Linked DNA regions of Sus scrofa: all the other regions are linked to region 2. Evidence: chromatin contacts called from public Hi-C, HiChIP or PLAC-seq and promoter capture Hi-C data. All regions are on one chromosome and are shown on one strand. The core of a region is the stretch at or near the end of the contact, and the rest is flanking DNA. Distances in the headings are between cores, read along the strand shown. Region 1 holds the start of C6H16orf70 (UPF0183 protein C16orf70 homolog). Region 2 holds the start of CBFB (core-binding factor subunit beta). Region 3 holds the start of RRAD (GTP-binding protein RAD). Region 4 holds the start of LOC100523672 (heat shock factor protein 4).

The links. Promoter capture Hi-C pulls out the DNA fragments that hold promoters and counts their contacts. A called contact is a pair of places that touch in the nucleus more often than the background predicts. HiChIP or PLAC-seq counts read pairs in DNA pulled down with a chosen protein or histone mark.
Region 1: an H3K27ac HiChIP or PLAC-seq map of alveolar macrophages shows a contact between it and region 2. The contact joins the promoter of C6H16orf70 here to the promoter of CBFB in region 2. A contact is called at or near these places in 1 of 5 promoter capture datasets (liver), 13 of 47 Hi-C or Micro-C datasets (alveolar macrophages, embryonic fibroblasts, liver and 6 more) and 2 of 2 datasets of contacts at active chromatin or transcription factors (alveolar macrophages and skeletal muscle).
Region 3: a contact with region 2 is called in a Hi-C map of spleen, with 2.3 times the contacts expected there. The contact joins the promoter of RRAD here to the promoter of CBFB in region 2. A contact is called at or near these places in 2 of 47 Hi-C or Micro-C datasets (liver and spleen) and 1 of 2 datasets of contacts at active chromatin or transcription factors (skeletal muscle).
Region 4: a promoter capture Hi-C map of liver shows a contact between it and region 2, with 1.9 times the contacts expected there. The contact joins the promoter of LOC100523672 here to the promoter of CBFB in region 2. A contact is called at or near these places in 2 of 5 promoter capture datasets (both in liver), 9 of 47 Hi-C or Micro-C datasets (alveolar macrophages, blood, embryonic fibroblasts and 4 more) and 2 of 2 datasets of contacts at active chromatin or transcription factors (alveolar macrophages and skeletal muscle).

The regions. Positions count from the first base shown.
Region 1 is chr6:27,756,086-27,759,820 of Sscrofa11.1, reverse strand. C6H16orf70 (UPF0183 protein C16orf70 homolog) reads right to left here and starts at 2,245. Exons shown (of 17, transcript XM_021094040.1): 1 at 2,139-2,245; 2 at 1,902-2,022. The coding sequence starts at 1,965.
Region 2 is chr6:27,681,641-27,685,772 of Sscrofa11.1, reverse strand. CBFB (core-binding factor subunit beta) reads right to left here and starts at 1,453. Exons shown (of 6, transcript XM_021094056.1): 1 at 1,062-1,453; 2 at 768-854. The coding sequence starts at 1,139.
Region 3 is chr6:27,603,638-27,607,457 of Sscrofa11.1, reverse strand. RRAD (GTP-binding protein RAD) reads left to right here and starts at 2,331. Exons shown (of 5, transcript XM_021094029.1): 1 at 2,331-2,433; 2 at 2,654-3,038. The coding sequence starts at 2,669.
Region 4 is chr6:27,808,096-27,812,264 of Sscrofa11.1, reverse strand. It overlaps LOC100523672 (heat shock factor protein 4), which reads right to left and starts at 2,809. Exons shown (of 13, transcript XM_013998232.2): 1 at 2,701-2,809; 2 at 2,482-2,609; 3 at 1,918-2,395; 4 at 1,714-1,778; 5 at 1,223-1,319; 6 at 869-996; 7 at 519-642. The coding sequence starts at 1,305. FBXL8 (F-box/LRR-repeat protein 8) reads right to left here. Exons shown (of 15, transcript XM_021094046.1): 4 at 3,410-4,169; 5 at 2,701-2,809; 6 at 2,482-2,609; 7 at 1,918-2,395; 8 at 1,714-1,778; 9 at 1,223-1,319; 10 at 869-996; 11 at 519-642.

The sequences.
Region 1 (3,735 bases), core at 996-3,495, 73 kb before region 2:
TCTGCAACCTACACCACAGCTCATGGCAATGCTGGATCCTTAACCCACTGAGCAAGGGCAGGGATAGAACCCACAACCTCATGGTTCCCAATCAGATTTGTTAACCACTGCACCATGATGGGAACTCTGGGCAGATGTAATTTTTAAGATACACAAAGTAATCACCAAATTGCAGGTACCCTCTATGAGCTTTCCCTCAAAGTTTAATTCTGAACCCAGTGTAAAGAAGTGCTCTTTTTACTGTTTGTGGTTGCTCTCTAGGCAGTTTGAAGGAACTACCCAAACCGTTGGTTACTAGAAACTGGCAAAGTTAGGAGTAGGGGTTAGTGTATCAAGTCTTATTCTCCCACCCAATTTTTTGAAATCTCAAATGATACCCTAAAATCATTACTTTTTTTTGGGCTGTGTCCATGGCACATGGAAGTTCATGGATCAGGGACTGAACCTGCATCATAGGTGCAAACCAAACTGCAGCAGTGACAACCCTGGATTCTTCACTAGCTGAGCCACCAGGAAATTCCATCCTAATCATTACCTGTGACCAAGACTGTACCACAGAGATCCACAACCTAGTTGCACCATCAAGCATAGTTTGAAGCGATGGCTGTGGTTTTCACTCTGCCCTGTGAAACCCTAGTATGAGCCAAAGCTGTGGTTAGGGAAGGTTCTTTCCCACCTAGAAGCCAAACAGCATCAGCATAACAAATGGGCTTGGAAACTAAGCTATCACTAGCTTCCCAATCAAGTTCTTGGTGCTTCACAAGAAGCTGGAGTGTTTCCTACCAGCTAAAATTCTGTGAAGAACTCTGAGGAGAGGTATAAGTTTTGAGAGAAGTTAGCTGAAAATTCTCAATAAACCAAATCAGCTCCCACAACCCAGAGGAGGCTTGTTCAGTTCACGGAGACACAGAGCACCGGCAGAGTCCTATCAGCACATCTGTTCTGCAGTTTCTCACCTACTCTATCTCCATAAATATAAGTCTTCCAGATTCAAGGATAAGATATAGCCCAATGGAGCAGCTGACTCAGTCCAGTAGCCATAATTAGTGTGACAAAAGTTCAAGCCTGTACAAACAGCACAGACACCTGCTCTCCACCCCCTTTCCCTAGTGCTGGAAAATAAAAGTAAACACACTCTGGGGTTACCGAATGCAAATACTTGTACACGTTAAAGTGGTGACATTAAGGATAGCGAAAAATGGGCCCAAACCCACAAAATGTCCAAACTGCATTCCCCACAAACTAAATGTTACTTTCCCCAAACTCCTGTCTCATTCAACTTTTAACTCTGTCCACTAAGGATTAGGTTTAGGATTACACCACATATTGACCACATTAAAAACAAGAAGAAAACTAGACAAAAGTTCCTTTAACGCACACAAACTCTCCTCAACTCTCTTGACCAGACCCCCAACATCTGATGATCGTAAAGGTGCCTAGGTTTCTCCTTCCGGAGAGGCAATCAACAGCCCAGAAAAGCAAAGAGACAGACTACAGTGGCGGTGTCAGTCACTCCTAAGCTATTCGGTCCACAAAGTGAGGATAGTAATAACAATAGTAGCTACCATCAAGTCCCCGGAGGCATACTTGAGATAATTAGACACCAGAGAGCAGGGCCTGGCCTTGAGTTTAGTGTTTGGGGTGCGTCAGCCATTATTGTTATTATTACTGTAGCACTGCCCCCTCGAGAGGCCTGCGGAGGACGGAAGAAAGGGACTTCAAGGCCCGGCTGTGCGATAGGCTACTGAGTCGGGACTGTAGGAGAGGGTGTCTAGTGCCCGGAGCCCAAAGAGCTGAGGAGCCGTGGGCGCAGGAGGGTAAGGGGAGGAGGCCAGAGGTGGGAAGGGCCAGGAAGGAAGGAAGGATCGGCGAGTAGGGTCGTGAGAGAGGATACCACTCACCCAGCGCGAATTCCCATTGCTCGTTCCCCAGAGAGCGTTCGGGTACCACCTCCAGATCCAGCATTGGTTCGGCTCGCCGGGCCAAGGCGGCCTCCCTGCCGTAGCGCAGATGGCAGCGGAGCTGAAGAGACAAAGTAGCGGGTGACCCACCGCGCCCCCTGGCCCTGCTCGCCACCTCCCACCGAGTCGCCAGCGCTACCGGCCCCACAAACTTCACCTGACCTCACCACACCTCACCTCACCGACAGCAGCCGCGGCGGCTTGGGGCAGCAGCGGCAGCGGGAGCTGGAGCGTCTGCGGCAAAAGTGGCGTGCCGGGCCGTAAAGTGTGGCGGAGGCGGGGCGAAGGCGGGATTTCCACGGTTAGAGCGGGACCAAGGCGGAGTCACGCACGCGCAAACTCCGGATAGGCGGCTGTTATAGATGCCTTACGGTACCATACGGAAGTGCGGGCTCTCTTGGAACCAGGAGCATCGTACTCCGTGAACCCCCACATCTGTACACCACATCGCACACGTTCCACACGAAGATGTGTGAACCGGGCAACACATACATGTAACACGGCTATATAGCACCCGTCTGCCGTCTACGCGTACGTCTCAACCACATTCACTGGGCTCAAAAGGCGAGTTATGAGGGCGTACCCTCTGAGGCCCACCGGGGAGGGAGGACACGGAGTCTCAAAGTACAAGGCCCGCGAGCGCCCTGCCGCTCCCGGTTGGGGCCAAGACCGACCCCGGCAGCAGCTACCTCTAGTTGGCCAGGAATGACTCCTCACTGCAGCCCCTGGGTCTCGGGTCGTACTCAAAGTGCGTGTGTAGGGGCGGGGGGAGTTAGGGGAGAGGACTAGGTAGGGGAGGACGTCCTGACTGACTACTTCGTGCTGTGCGCAGGCCCCAGGGCTGGGATCCCGAGGCTGCTGAAGCTCAGACTGAGTCAGAGTCGGCTGTGTCGCTGACTCTGTGGGGTCTTGACCAAAGGTCTTGTCTTTATGCCTCAGTTTCCTCATTTAAAAGCTTTTAGTTCGGGCTCTGGGTACTCTAATACTGACATCTTATGGAGCCAACTCTTCATGGACGCACATGGACGCAGTGTCTGGATTGTCACATCCACCCTGAGACTAAGATTGGTTATATCTCACTTTACAGGCAAAAAAAAAAAAAAAAAATTGACGCCCAGAGAAGCTGAATGGCTCGTGGTCCTAGGCGTTAGAACTCAAATTCTTAATATTACATTGCCTGTGGAGGAAGGTTTTTAGCAGGGGAGAAAATGACAAGCTAAATTCTTAAAACTAGTAGGAGTGGAACGTGGAGGCTCTATCAAAACTTTAAGTCAGGAGTTCCCGTCGTAGCGCAGTAGTTAATGAATCCGACTAGGAACCATGAGGTTGTGGGTTCGATCCTTGGCCTCGCAGTGGGTTAAAGATCTGGCATTGCCTTGAGCTGTGGTGTAGGTCACAGATGCGGCTCGGACCCTGTGTGTTGCTGTGGCTGTGGTGTAGGCCGGTGGCTATGGCTCTGATTAGACCCCTAGCCTGGGAACCTCCATATGCCGTGGGTGCAGCCCTAGAAAAGACAAAAAGACAAAACACACACACACACAAAATACCTTGAAGTCACTGCTACTTGTATTAAAGCAAACATGGAGAAGGTTGTCCAATTGCAGCATCCTTTGCCAGACTAATAGAACTGAGTCATTGAGATGTCCATCAGTAGGGAAGTGACCAACTAAACTCTGACATATATATAACAGGATGAGTTTTTAAAAGATGAGATATGTCCCTATATGCTGATGTGGAATGACCTCCACAAGAAAAAAGCTAGGTGCGAAATTGT
Region 2 (4,132 bases), core at 204-2,703:
CTGAATTTTTTTTCCACGTTAGGTTTGGTAGCCATGAAGTACGAAATCTACCACCTAAAATACGGCCTCAGATCAACTGTGAGTTTTGCAAAGCTATGCAATTATTTAGGAATTGCAGGCCTAAACGGGAGTTTTTTTAGCTTTGGAAAAAACCCAATGGTTTCTTTCCGGGTCTCCTGAGGCTTAACATTCGAGGAAGAGAATGACACGTTCTTGAGGACTTTTTTTCCCTCTATTAGGACAACAGATAATTGGATTTACTCTCATTTACTCTCAGCTATCCTGAAAGTGGGACAGCTCCACATACAGATTTACTAAAAATCTAGCGTCTTAGAGACAAACTAACGCCCAAGAACTAGAACCTTGAACGAAGCCCAATTCTTTTTCCGTACGGCTGTTTTCTTCCTACTAATAACACCCTGACCCTTTAAGCAGTGACACAGCCCTTACAGCGGCCTTGCCCTGTTTAGTTGGGCTCCGGTTCGAGTTCCACTCACCGCACGGTGTGTGCGGAGCCGTGTCTGGGAAACAGATTCCGCCCACCGAGGGCCACAGGGAAGCGTCTCCCCGCGAGGACGCGGCCCGCCAGTGTCTGGTTTCGCATTTTGAATCCCGAGTAGGAAGTGAGACGGCGCCCGCTCAGTTCCGGGAGCCGCGGCGTCCGCGGCGCCGCGCGGAACCCGCCTGGGCCCCGGCGGCCCCCGCGCAACAAGTGCCCTGAGCGCGCCTCGCGCCCCGCTCCCCGCGCCCCTGCCCAGCGGACTTACGATTTCCGAGCGGCCGTCGCGGCAGGCGTTCTGGAAGCGCGCCTGGCGCTCCTCGTGGGGCCGGTCCCTGAAGCCCGTGTACTTAATCTGCAAGGCAGAGACGGCCCGAAATCAGGAGCCAAATCCGCGACGCCGCCCGCCCCGCGCGGCGCCGATAAGGGCAAGCAGAGTCTGCGGGCAGACGGCTGCCCGGGCGAGATTGCTCCTCCGCGGGCCGCGCAGCCCAAACTTTTCTCCGCCCGGGCCCACTCGGGGCGCGCCGCGGCCTCCCCGCCGCCCGCCCGCCTGCCTCACCTCACATTCGCGGCTCAGCTTCCTGAAGAACTCCTCGTTCTCGAACTTGCTTCTCTGGTCAGGCACGACACGCGGCATCTTCCCGCCCTGAGGCCGTGCCGGCCGGCCGGGCTCCGGGCTTGCGCGGGCACCCGCTGGCCGGCTACGCGCTGACCGACTGACCGCCCACCCGCGGCGCCCTGACTCTCGCTTCCCTTTGTTTCAGGCGCCCGCCCGCGTGGGCTCCCGCTCCCGGGAGTCTGAGGTGCCGCTGCCCGCTCGAGCCCAACCCACGCCGCTGCACCGCTGCCGCCGCCTCAGCCGTTGCCTACCGCCCGCGCGGTCCCAGCACTCGCCGCCCCCGGCCGCCGCCGCCGCCGCCGCAGCCACTTCCTCTCGCCGCCCACCTCGCTAGCCCTCCCGCTCCGCCCCCGCCGGCCCCACCCCTCCTCCTCGCGCGCCCGCCCGCCCCAAACTCCGGCAAACAAAACGCACCATTCACAACTCCGCGATCCGCGCCGCGCATGCGCCGCCCTCCGGCTGGCGGCGCCCAAGGGCGGCAGTGAAACCGAGCTCCTCCTGCCGCGCGGCCCTCGCCCTCAGGCCCGCCCGCGGGCCACTTTGTGTGGAATCACCCTGTGGGGGTCTGCTCGGTTCTAGGAGACAGGAAGCGGCCTGCGCGAGTCCTTTCTTTCCACTGTCTGGAACTTTTGGGCTCCCCGGCAGCGCGGAGTAGCCCCAGACTGTCACGTGAAGGCGAGGAAACTTAAGTCCTTGCAGACTTTGCGTCTGAAAACCGACCTGGATGGGTGTGGGCTGTGCACATCAAAGGCTAAAGGTGGAAGAGACGAAAGAATCCGAATGAATCCACATCATGGTGGAAAGGTCAGAGCTGTTGAGTCAGAAGGGACTCAAAAGGGATCTCGCTCACCTTCACTGCCTGCGGGCTGGGGCCCTTCCACAGGCACTGGGGCTAAGCCTCAGTGTGCTTGTTTCCAAAACGCAGACACTCACAAGCTCACAGTGTTAGAGTGATAACCTTTGTATAGTTCTAGCACATGATGTGCACTCAATAAATTTACATTTCTAAAGAACAAGCTGAATTATACAATCCAGTGCCAGTCCATATATTTACACAAATGTGCAATCAAATCCTAAAAAACAAGATCCACAAGTTCCAGGGAAGTCATTGAGCGCAAGCTGGAGAGAGTGTGACATGGGATTCATGGCAGAGCTTGACTCGAAGTTGGTCCCCAATAGATTCTATCCTTAAAATCCCAGCTTGTCAAAAACTCAGTCCAAGGATGGTAAACTGGTAAACTGGTGCCGACTATGAATGACAGTAGCTGGCCTTGTTGCAAAGGATTGTAAGGATATATTCAAACTCACAAGAATTAGTGCCAAGGGCATTTGGCAATGTCTGCCAGAATGCAGGGTTTGGCAGAATTTCCCACCACTGTCTGGTCCAATCTCATTTTCATCGATATGGAACTGAGCTAGGTTGATGGAATATCCCGGTTTTAGCAATAAAAGTCCCGTGTCCCAGGAAACCACTCAGTCGCTGGCAAACTGGATTGGTTGGTCACTGTAACTGAAGTCCAGTTAGTGATTGATTACCCAAGGTTAGGGAGGGAGTTTTCAGCAAAGTCAAATGTGTAGGCTGGTGGTTTTAACAAACGTACTCTTTCTGAAAGGCAGACATAGAATCAACTCCTTCCAAGGGCATGCTCTCCAGCCTACACCAAGCTGTGTGAATGCGTGTATTTATACAAACAGAAATTATATACATAAATATGGATGTCACCGACCACTATTGTTGGGCCTCCAGCCATCTCAGAATATTTCTTTCAGGTGTCTTTCAGTTGCAAGTGACAGAAAACCAATTAAAAAAAAAAAAAAAAAAAACCTTGAAACTACAAAGTGTCAGTATTAAGTAAACATATCACAGAGAGGGACTCTTTTATTTCTTCGTTTCTTCTTACTGCTCAAGTCTATTGGAGCCTCTTTGATGGCATTTATTTCCTGGCAAAGGATGGGAGCAGCCACTTCTCCATCTCCCAAGTCTCAATCTCCCAGATTGGTCCAATCTGAGTCACAAACTCTCCCCTCTGCCAAATTATCATGTCTAGACAGATGTGATGATACTGGCCAGTTTATGTCACATGCTCTCTCATCACAGGTTGGGAGCCTGAGATTGGCAGCTTCAGAGAGAAGCCAATGGTTGAAAGAAGAAGAGAGCAGTTTTGGACTTCCTGGGTGGCTCACAAGAAGAAAGCAGTTTTCCCAAAAGGAGGGAGGGAGAGTACACTGAACCATTTGCCTCAGCTACATCTGGCAAAAGGTGCCATTTGAATTTCTCTTTCTAAAAGTTCTGGTGAAACTGAAGAGGGAAACTTCACACCAGCACAAAGTGCAGACAAAACTAGCCTCAAAACGTGCACTTTGTGTTGAGAGGTAAGTAACTGAGGCAGCTCCTACACCAAGTTACAAAGGCAGAACTAAGTCACCCACAAGAAAGAAAAGTTTATCCATCTGTTGCCTCTTCCCTGTCTTCCCAGTTCAGCTAAGAAGACCTTTGGGCACTAAGACAACACTGCCATTATTTAAATGAGGGGAAGATGATGAGTTTGCTCCCAGTCAAGTACTGTGGTCAGAGGAGCAGAGTTTCAGCTGTTGGCTTCTACAGTAGGAAAAAAAACAGCATCCCATGTTATAGCATTCCACACAACCACGTTCTGTTTAGGTAAACATTGTGTACACTCTTTCATTTCTGTCTCTAATAGATGATTCACAAAGAAACACTCTTACTCCACAATGGGTCCAGGTAGGCCTCGTGGACCTGTAGCTGACCTTGGAGTTTGGACTCTAGCAATAATTATTTCTGGCCTGGGAAATGTAGAATAAATAAAAGTTGAAATATTACTAGAGTGGCCTAGACACTCAGACAGACACCATGAACTTTTTTTCCCTAGTGTTTTATTATTTTATTTTTTGGCTGCACCCGTAGCATGCAGAAGTTCCCAGGCCAGGGATCAAACCTGCACCACAACAGTGACCCAAGCCACAGCAGTGACAGTGCTGGATCCTTAACC
Region 3 (3,820 bases), core at 1,082-3,581, 79 kb after region 2:
TTCATATTGAGTTCAACCATATGCCAGACATGTGGCAACCACTTTCCCTCTGCATTTCACGTGCTGTATATCTTATAACAACCCCCAGGAAGACATCGTCCCTGTTCTACACAAGAGGGAACTGAGGCTCAGCCAACCTAAATGCACAGAGGTGCAACAGCAAGCAAGGTGCAGAGCTGGGATTTGAAAATCGGGTGTTTCAGCCTCAGTTTGCTCCTTCTGGGCAGCCAAGTTCAGCCCACAGAACTGAGAAGACCGGGGATTGGGAAGACAATTCCCAATCTCAAGGTCACGTCCTGGTATAGTTCCCCAGGGCCCCTGGCCACACGGAAGCTTGTGGAGTGTCTGGCCTGTCAGGGAATGCTTGGGGCCTGAGTGGCCCAATGTGGATACAGTTCCCCTGGCAATGAGGAAACATGCTGAGGTCAAGAGCTTAGATTATCAGAGGGGAAACCCAGCCCTAATTCCTTGCATGGCTCCCCGCTTGGGAAGACCACAACCACCCCCCACACCCACCCTCTGCTGATCATCCAGGGGCTCTTGTAAGCGACAAGGTCATGTGTAAGGTGGTTAGGAGGGGCCAGGATTCCTGCTCGCAAGCGGTTTAATGGCTCTTGAGGCTTTTGTTCTTTGACAGGAGGCTCTACCCATGACTCCCTCTTCCCACTGGACCTCATCCAGGAAGCTAGAACCAGCACGGAGTTGCCTAGGCCTCCAAGCCACCCCCCCACTCCCCAATCCCCTACCCCCACCCAGGGCATGTAAAGAACACAAATGGACAGACCATCCCCCAGTCCAGGCCTTGCCTACTCTTGGGACTTAAAGAACCAGAGGGGCCTGCATGAACCCCTAAAACTTACCTAACCAGGCCCTCCTCATTCCAAGGCCCTCTCAGATGTTGCCAAGGAAACAGACACAGCAGCCAGAGAGCCTTGACCCAGGTTTCCATGACAACCTAGAGGCCCACTAGGATCCATCCATCCCTGATGTCACCTGAGCCCTGAATGGGTACCCCTCACCCCCACCAGACTCATCACAAATAAACGTCAGACTGATAGCAAGTACCTGTCCCAAAGCGCCTCACAGCTTGCGTGCCCTCAATCGTCACACACCCTAAATGTGAGCAAGGCAGCTTGTGGCTGGGCACCCTGAGGCTGGGAGGGAGGCAAGACCTAGGAGCCTGAAGGCAGATTCAGGACTGGAAACCAAGCCTCCCCTCTGCGCCCCGGCACCCTCCCTAGGTCTGAGGAGGGACTGATTTCTCTGAGCAGTGGTAGCTAACCCACCCCTACCCACCTACTCTACAATGGTGCCCCTCCTGGATGGGAGTCTGAACCTCCAGATCCTGGAAGTGCCTAGAACAGCAGCCCCAGTCTAAGGCTAAAGGGAGGGAAGGAACATTGAGGACTCAGAGTGGCTGGAGCCAGACCTGACCCTGGTCCAGTTCCACCCCTATCCGCTTCTGCTGGCATCTGACACCTGTCTGCCAGGATCTCCCCAACTTTGGGCAACCTCCAGCCCAGGAGCTGAACGACCAGGGCCAGGTATTTTTAGCAGAGTTGCTGGCAGCTGCCTGGAGGGTATGGAGGTGGGGGAGGTGGTGCTGAGTTCATCCTTTTCCTTCTCAGGGCCTGTACTCCCTCCCCAGGATTCAAGCTTGCACCTTTACCTGCAGCACACTGCCAAGAGGGCCGCCCTTCCCCGCCCACCTCCTCCAAACAGCTCTCCAAGTGTCCTAGGGGTTCAGGTGACACTAACCCTTATCCTGAAGGGCAGGGCCATCAGGTAAAATCTTCAACTCCCAAGGGCAGGGAGGACAGTGGGAAGGACCTGGGGTGGAGGCTAGAAGCCCGGATTTAGGACCTCTAATGTCTTGCTCAGATATGGGCCAGCGGGGAATGGGCAGAGAAGGATGAAGTCTGTCCCACCTGTAACTGGTCTGCTTGCTCAGGCAACAGGCGGGAGGGAAAGGAGAATTCACTTTTAAAGGACGAGACCTCCTTCTTCCCTAGAGGGGTCTTGACGCACTTGGCTGGTCCCCCACCCCCTTGTCCCCACCCGTGAACCCCCCCAACTCCTCCGCACCATTCATACACTCCCCCTCCCTCTCGCTCCTTCCCGGCCCCCCTCCCCATACACACACTCGGGCTCTTTTGTCTGCGGAGTCGGGCGGGGCGTCGGTGGCGGAGTCTGCTGGGCGGGCGGGGCGGGGTCTGAGTGGGTGCGAGGCCCTGGGAGGAGGGTGGGGGTGGGGGATTCCCCTGGGGGGAGGGGGGCAGACACGTCACCCCCGCACCGCGTGGACGGGGGCGAGCGCGGGGGCGGGGGCGGGGGCGGGCAGAGGCTTAAATAGGCGTCTCTGGCGGCCAGACCCAGTGTGGACTGAGAAGGCGGCGGCGGCTGCGGCAGCGTCGAGGGTCCGCGCCTGGGGCTGTGAGTGGATTGTATCCGACCTACCTAGTCCTGACCGTGTCCGTGCGTGAGTGGGTGAGGGTCCTGGCAGGGCGGGGTGGGGGGGGTCGCACCGTCTGGGATGGATGAGTCAGGAGGAGGGGTCACAGGTCCTTGAACCCAATCATCTTGCTGAGCCGGGTCGGGTCCAGGCTCCATTTCCACCGCGGCTTACGCGGCCATCCCGATTCCCGTTGCCCAGACGGCGTCCGAGACGATGACTCTGAATGGCGGCGGCAGCGGAGCCGGCGGGAGCCGCGGCGGGGGCCGGGAGCGCGAGCGCCGTCGGGGCAGCACACCCTGGGGCCCGGCGCCCCCGCTGCACCGCCGAAGCATGCCGGTGGACGAGCGCGACCTGCAGGCGGCGCTGGCTCCGGGCGCTCTGGCAACGGCCGAGGCCGGGACCGCGGCCCAGGGTCCGAGGCTGGACTGGCCCGAGGGCTCCTCTGACTCGCTCAGCTCCGGAGGCAGCGATTCAGACGAGAGCGTTTACAAAGTGCTGCTGCTGGGGGCCCCTGGTGTCGGCAAGAGCGCTCTGGCGCGCATCTTCGGTGGAGTAGAGGATGGGCCTGAGGCGGAGGCTGCAGGTGAGGGGCTGGGACTCCAGGGGAGGGGAGGCCGGGTTAGGGCCGAGGGCTAAAGGACTGATCAGGATTGAAGCAGCAAATACCAAAGGGACTTTTTTTTTTTTTTGAGGGCCGCACTTGCGGCATGTGAAGTTCCCAGGCTAGGGGTCAAACAAATCGGAGCTACAACTGCTGGCCTACACCACAGCCACATCAACACAGGATCCGACCTATATCACAGCTCACAGCAATGCAGGATTCTTAGCCCACTGAGAGAGGCCAGGGATCGAACCCATCTCCTCAGGTTCATTATGGATGAGCCATGACAGGAACTCCCACCAAAGGGATTCTGAAGGCGCTTTGAGAAGCTGCCTCCACCTACCCATTTCAGATGGGGACAGTGGAAGAAGGTACCCCCCAGCCTTTAGTTAGGAAATGCCTCAAGTAGAAGGTTCAGAGCATAGGTGTGATTACTCTGTAGGATGGAAACAGAACATCCCTCCCTGCCAGGACCAGCAAGAACACAGCCAGAGGAGTTTCTAGGAGAGGAGTCCTAGGTAACCAAGGTCCCCAGGGGACACTTGTTCTAACTCAGGTCGTTGTGGTCAGAACCACCCGGGGTCCCAGGCAGCAGGAGGTCAGGCAACACAGGAGCGGCCCCCTGGGGACATTGCCACCTTGGAGAAGGGATATCCAGGGGCAAGGTCAGGCACACCATGCCCTCCACGGCTCCCCCCTACCATTCTTCAGCCCTGTCACTTCTGTTGTCACAGCAGTCATCAGTGGAGGGAAGGTTAGAGGAG
Region 4 (4,169 bases), core at 1,560-4,059, 130 kb before region 2:
CAGGATCTAAATCTGATATCTAGAAAATGCCGCAAGAAGATCCACACACACACATAAAGAGACACATAGAATGCCTTTGCCGTCTCTCTTTGGCCTGAGGTTTGGGTTGTGTCCCTCCCTTTGCAATGATCAGTACCAAGGTTCTAAAAGTGTTGTGTACTTTATAATCTTTACAACCACCCCAGTAGTTGCATTTAAAATGCAGATTCTGGAGTTCCCTTCGTGGCCCAGCGGTGAACGAACCCAACTAGGATCCATGAGGATGCAGGTTCAATCCCTGGCCTCGCTCGGTTAAGGATTGGGCCTTGCCGTGAGCTGTGGTGTAGGTTGCAGACTTGGCTCGGATCCCGCATTGCTGTGGCTCTGGCGTAGGTCCAATTCAACCCCTAGGCTGGGAACTTCCATATGCCACACATGTGGCCCTAAAAAGCATAAAATAAATAAAATAAAATGCAGATTCCTGAGCCCTACAGAAGTGGCCCACAGGGCTTATAGTCAAGAATAGTCCATCTGCTCACCTGTCAGGAACCTCCCTGGGGCATCTTGGCTCAGGCTGTTGGGCATTCCTGGGCCCCTCAGGGCTGAAGCTCCCTTTTTCTTCCAGGATGGCCTGCACCACAGCCACAGGCAGTGGTGGGGGTGCTGTCACGCAGAAGTCACACTCGTTTGGGGCCAGGGCCAGCCCAGCCTCGCCTTCCCCCCCTGGGCTGGCCGGCTCTTCTTTGAGCAGTGCCAGGCCCTTCTCCCTGCACCAGAGAAAAGCTTCAACCAGACCCTGGCACTGACCTGGCCCCCTATCCCCACAGCCATCTGGGCTGTCAGGCCCTCCCCCACAGGCTGCTCAGAGGGCAGCCCCTGTCCGTCTTACCTCCTGCTACCACTGGAGGGAGAAAGCCTGGTTCCTTCAGGGGATGGAGTGTCTTCTGGAATGTCAGAGATGATGGGGCCTCTGGCCTTGTGAGGGCTGCTGAGGCCCAAGGTGGTCTCTGGGAGGGGCTGCAAGTAGAAGACTAGGCCCAGCCCTTCACCTCAAGTCACAGGGTGAGCCAGAACCCATATGGACCAGGTCTAAGGGGGGAAGGCTTGGCCTGTGCTGGGAGGCTTGGGTCTAGCTGGGAGGAAGGCTGGCCTCCATCTTCTCTTCTTTTGGGGGAATAAGGAAAGGGCATAGGCTCTCCAGATGCTGAGCTGTGTCTAGTGAAGAGAGAAGGAAAAAACCTACCGACTGGACAAAGTAAGGGTCCGGCAGGAGGGTACCAGGTAGGGGGCAGGCGCTGAATTTGGCTGGTGTTGGGCACCCCTCATCCAGCATCAGGGACCTGTGCAGGGTGGCCAGGGCTCAGGCAGGGGGCTGGGCAGGTTCATCTCCCATGCCCCTCAGCCTGCACCACCTCCCTCCCACAGGCCCCAGCAGCCAAGTCAGCAGAGCTGAAGCCTGTTGCCAGGGCATCAGTCACATGCTGGAGGTGGAAGGGGCTCCCCCCAGAGATGGGGGCCCTTTGGGGGTAGAGTTGGGAGGGAGGGAGCATGGTTTGGGTCCCAGACCCTTGGCTGCTGGAATGCTTTAGGGTGAGGGGGAAGGGGATGATGGGTGGAAGGATGGGGTTAAGGCCCTGGAACTTCAAGATCTGAGAGTGGGGGTTTTGGTGGTACAGTTGGGGGTAGAAGGGAGGCGGGGAGGGTCCTGGAAGGGGTGAGGGATTTCTCACTCACAGCTTTCTCTTAGCTCCTGGACAGCTCGATCCTGCCTGAAGTGGCCCAAAGAGGCACTGGATCAGCTGAAGAAGAAGCAAAGAGTTAACTCACACTTTGGACTTTCTGCCCCCACCCTCACAGGGCACTTCCAGGCGCTTTCCAGGACTAGGTGGATGGGGGGATATTCCGGAGTGGTAATAGCAGGGTGGGGGAGACAAACACCTTGCCAATGACGCGGTGTTGCTGACCGTGGCTCTGCCGCAGCGTCACCACCTCCCTCCATAAGATCTCGTTCTGCCTGGGGGAAAGGCGTGGGAGGGTGCTGAGGCATCTGAGAGTTCACCCAGTTACCACCAGCCCCCGCCCCCAGAATGGCAGGCCTGAACCGGCCGCCCACTCAGATAATCAACCATCCATAGACAACAGACTTCCTTCCACAGCCCATTGGTCTGGATGGAGGAGCCAAGGCCAGAGAGAAAAAAAGAGCTGCCCAGAAACTCTTGAAGGCCAGTGTCCTTTCGCCCAGATCCTCCCCTTCCCCCATCCTCCCATCTCCTCTGCCCCCTCCCCCGCACTGCCTGAGCTCCCGCAGCCGCGCCTCGGTGCTCTCCTGCACTCCCCGAAAAGCCTGCACCTCGCCCAGCAGCCGGCCCAGGTCCTCAGGGCGCCAGCGGCCGTCGTCGCTGCGCAGCGCCGGCACCTGCGAAAGCACCCGCAGGTCAGAGTCGCATGGAACATCTGTCCCATCTCCACCCAGGTTTGCTAGTTCCTGCAGGCCGCCCCCACCTTGCGCCGCACGCGTTCCAGTAGTTGCTCGCGGCCGCGTACGAAGCTCGGATGCTGGAACTCGACGTGGTCTCGTTCTGGCCTGAGCAGGCCGCCCTGCTCGATGCTCACCACCTTCCGAAAACCGTCTAGGAGTGTGGGGCGCCGGGCCATAAATGGCCCCGTCCCCGCGCACCAAGTCACCCACGCCTGCTTCCCGCCGTGGCCCTGGGGACTCACACATATTGAGTTGCCGCACAAAGCTGGCCATGTTGCTGTGCTTGAAGTATTGGGGTAGCACTTCCTTGGCGAAGCGGCTCTGGTCGCTCACGAGGAAACTGGTCCCGCTCTGCAGAGAGCGTCGCCCGCCCACCCACCGTGCGGGCGGAGACCGGACGACACCATGAGTCGAGCCCGCCCACGGCCAAGCCAGCGCTCTGGCGCGCGCGCACACTCACTCTGGGTACCCAGACTGTCCACGGGGACATGGGACAAGGCCAGAACCAGCTCTGAGACCTATCCATGGGCGACCACAATGATTTATCCCGGCCCACCTATACTACATACTCGGTTCTCTGAAAGAAGGAATGGAGGCCAGACCTGGGTTTCAGCCCTAACGGCTCCCCAACCCAGGATGTGACTCTGAGCTGGAACCAGACCCAGCCCTTCCCTTCTCCTGGGCTGTCTTTCGATCTGTCTGATAGGGTAGAGTGGGAACGAAATGACCTTCGGGTTCTAGGTCTCCAGAGGGCTCCTACTCTTTCCTCTGCCCGGAGGAAGTCGCCTCACCTCCATCTCGAACACCCCCTCCAAACCGTCGCATACCCTGGACGGCTGAATCAAGGGACCCACAGCCCAGTCCCAGGCAGGGTTTGGGTGAGCGCGGACGTTCCCCGACGTGGAGGGATCCCAGCGACCACTAAGGAAGTCAAGGGGCCCCGGCCCTCACCGGGCTCCAGCGGATCAGGTGGTCGGTACCCGGGTCGCCCACCAGCGCCCATAGCTTGCCGAGGAAGGCAGGCACGGGGCTGGGGCCCGGCTCCGTGGGCAGCGCGGCTGGCGCTTCCTGCATGGCGCAGTCTCGGCCCCGTTAAGCGCTCGGGCCGGCCGCCGCAGGCTTGTCAAAGCCGCGGAAAGTGCTGCGTTTGCCGCCCGCCCCGCCCTACTCCGCCTCCCGGGCGCGGGGTCAGGTGGGGGCCACGTGCTAACCCGTGGGGCGGGGCTCTGACCGAGGCCGCAGCACTAGCCGACTGAAAGGGCAGTGGAGGATCGGTTAAGTGTATGTTGGGGGTAAGATGTGGGTTCGAGTTCCATCCTCTCAGGCCTGCTGTTTCCTCATTTGTTCTTCGGGAGAAATCGCCAGTGCGCAGCCTGGTGTGGGCTGGCACCGTCCCATAAGGCAATGACGTGGACACAGTGAAGCCTCGGGTCGAGAGGCTGATAGGAGCCGGGTTGGGGGGGAGGGGGCGAAAGGAGTAACTGGCCCACCTCCCGCCGAACCCAGGGGCTGTGGTCTTTCCAAAACTGCGAGTGCCCCGCCCCTGACCCAGGCAGCAGCATCAGTAGAAAGGGACTTTGAGGTCTGGAACTCTCCCAGCACTAGCGGGACCCTTTCCTCCGGCCTCAGGCGGTTCGCTGCCCTCCCACTTCAGAGCCAACCCTGCCTTTCACAGGACGCGGAGACAATGCTTGATTTGTTTATTTCACAC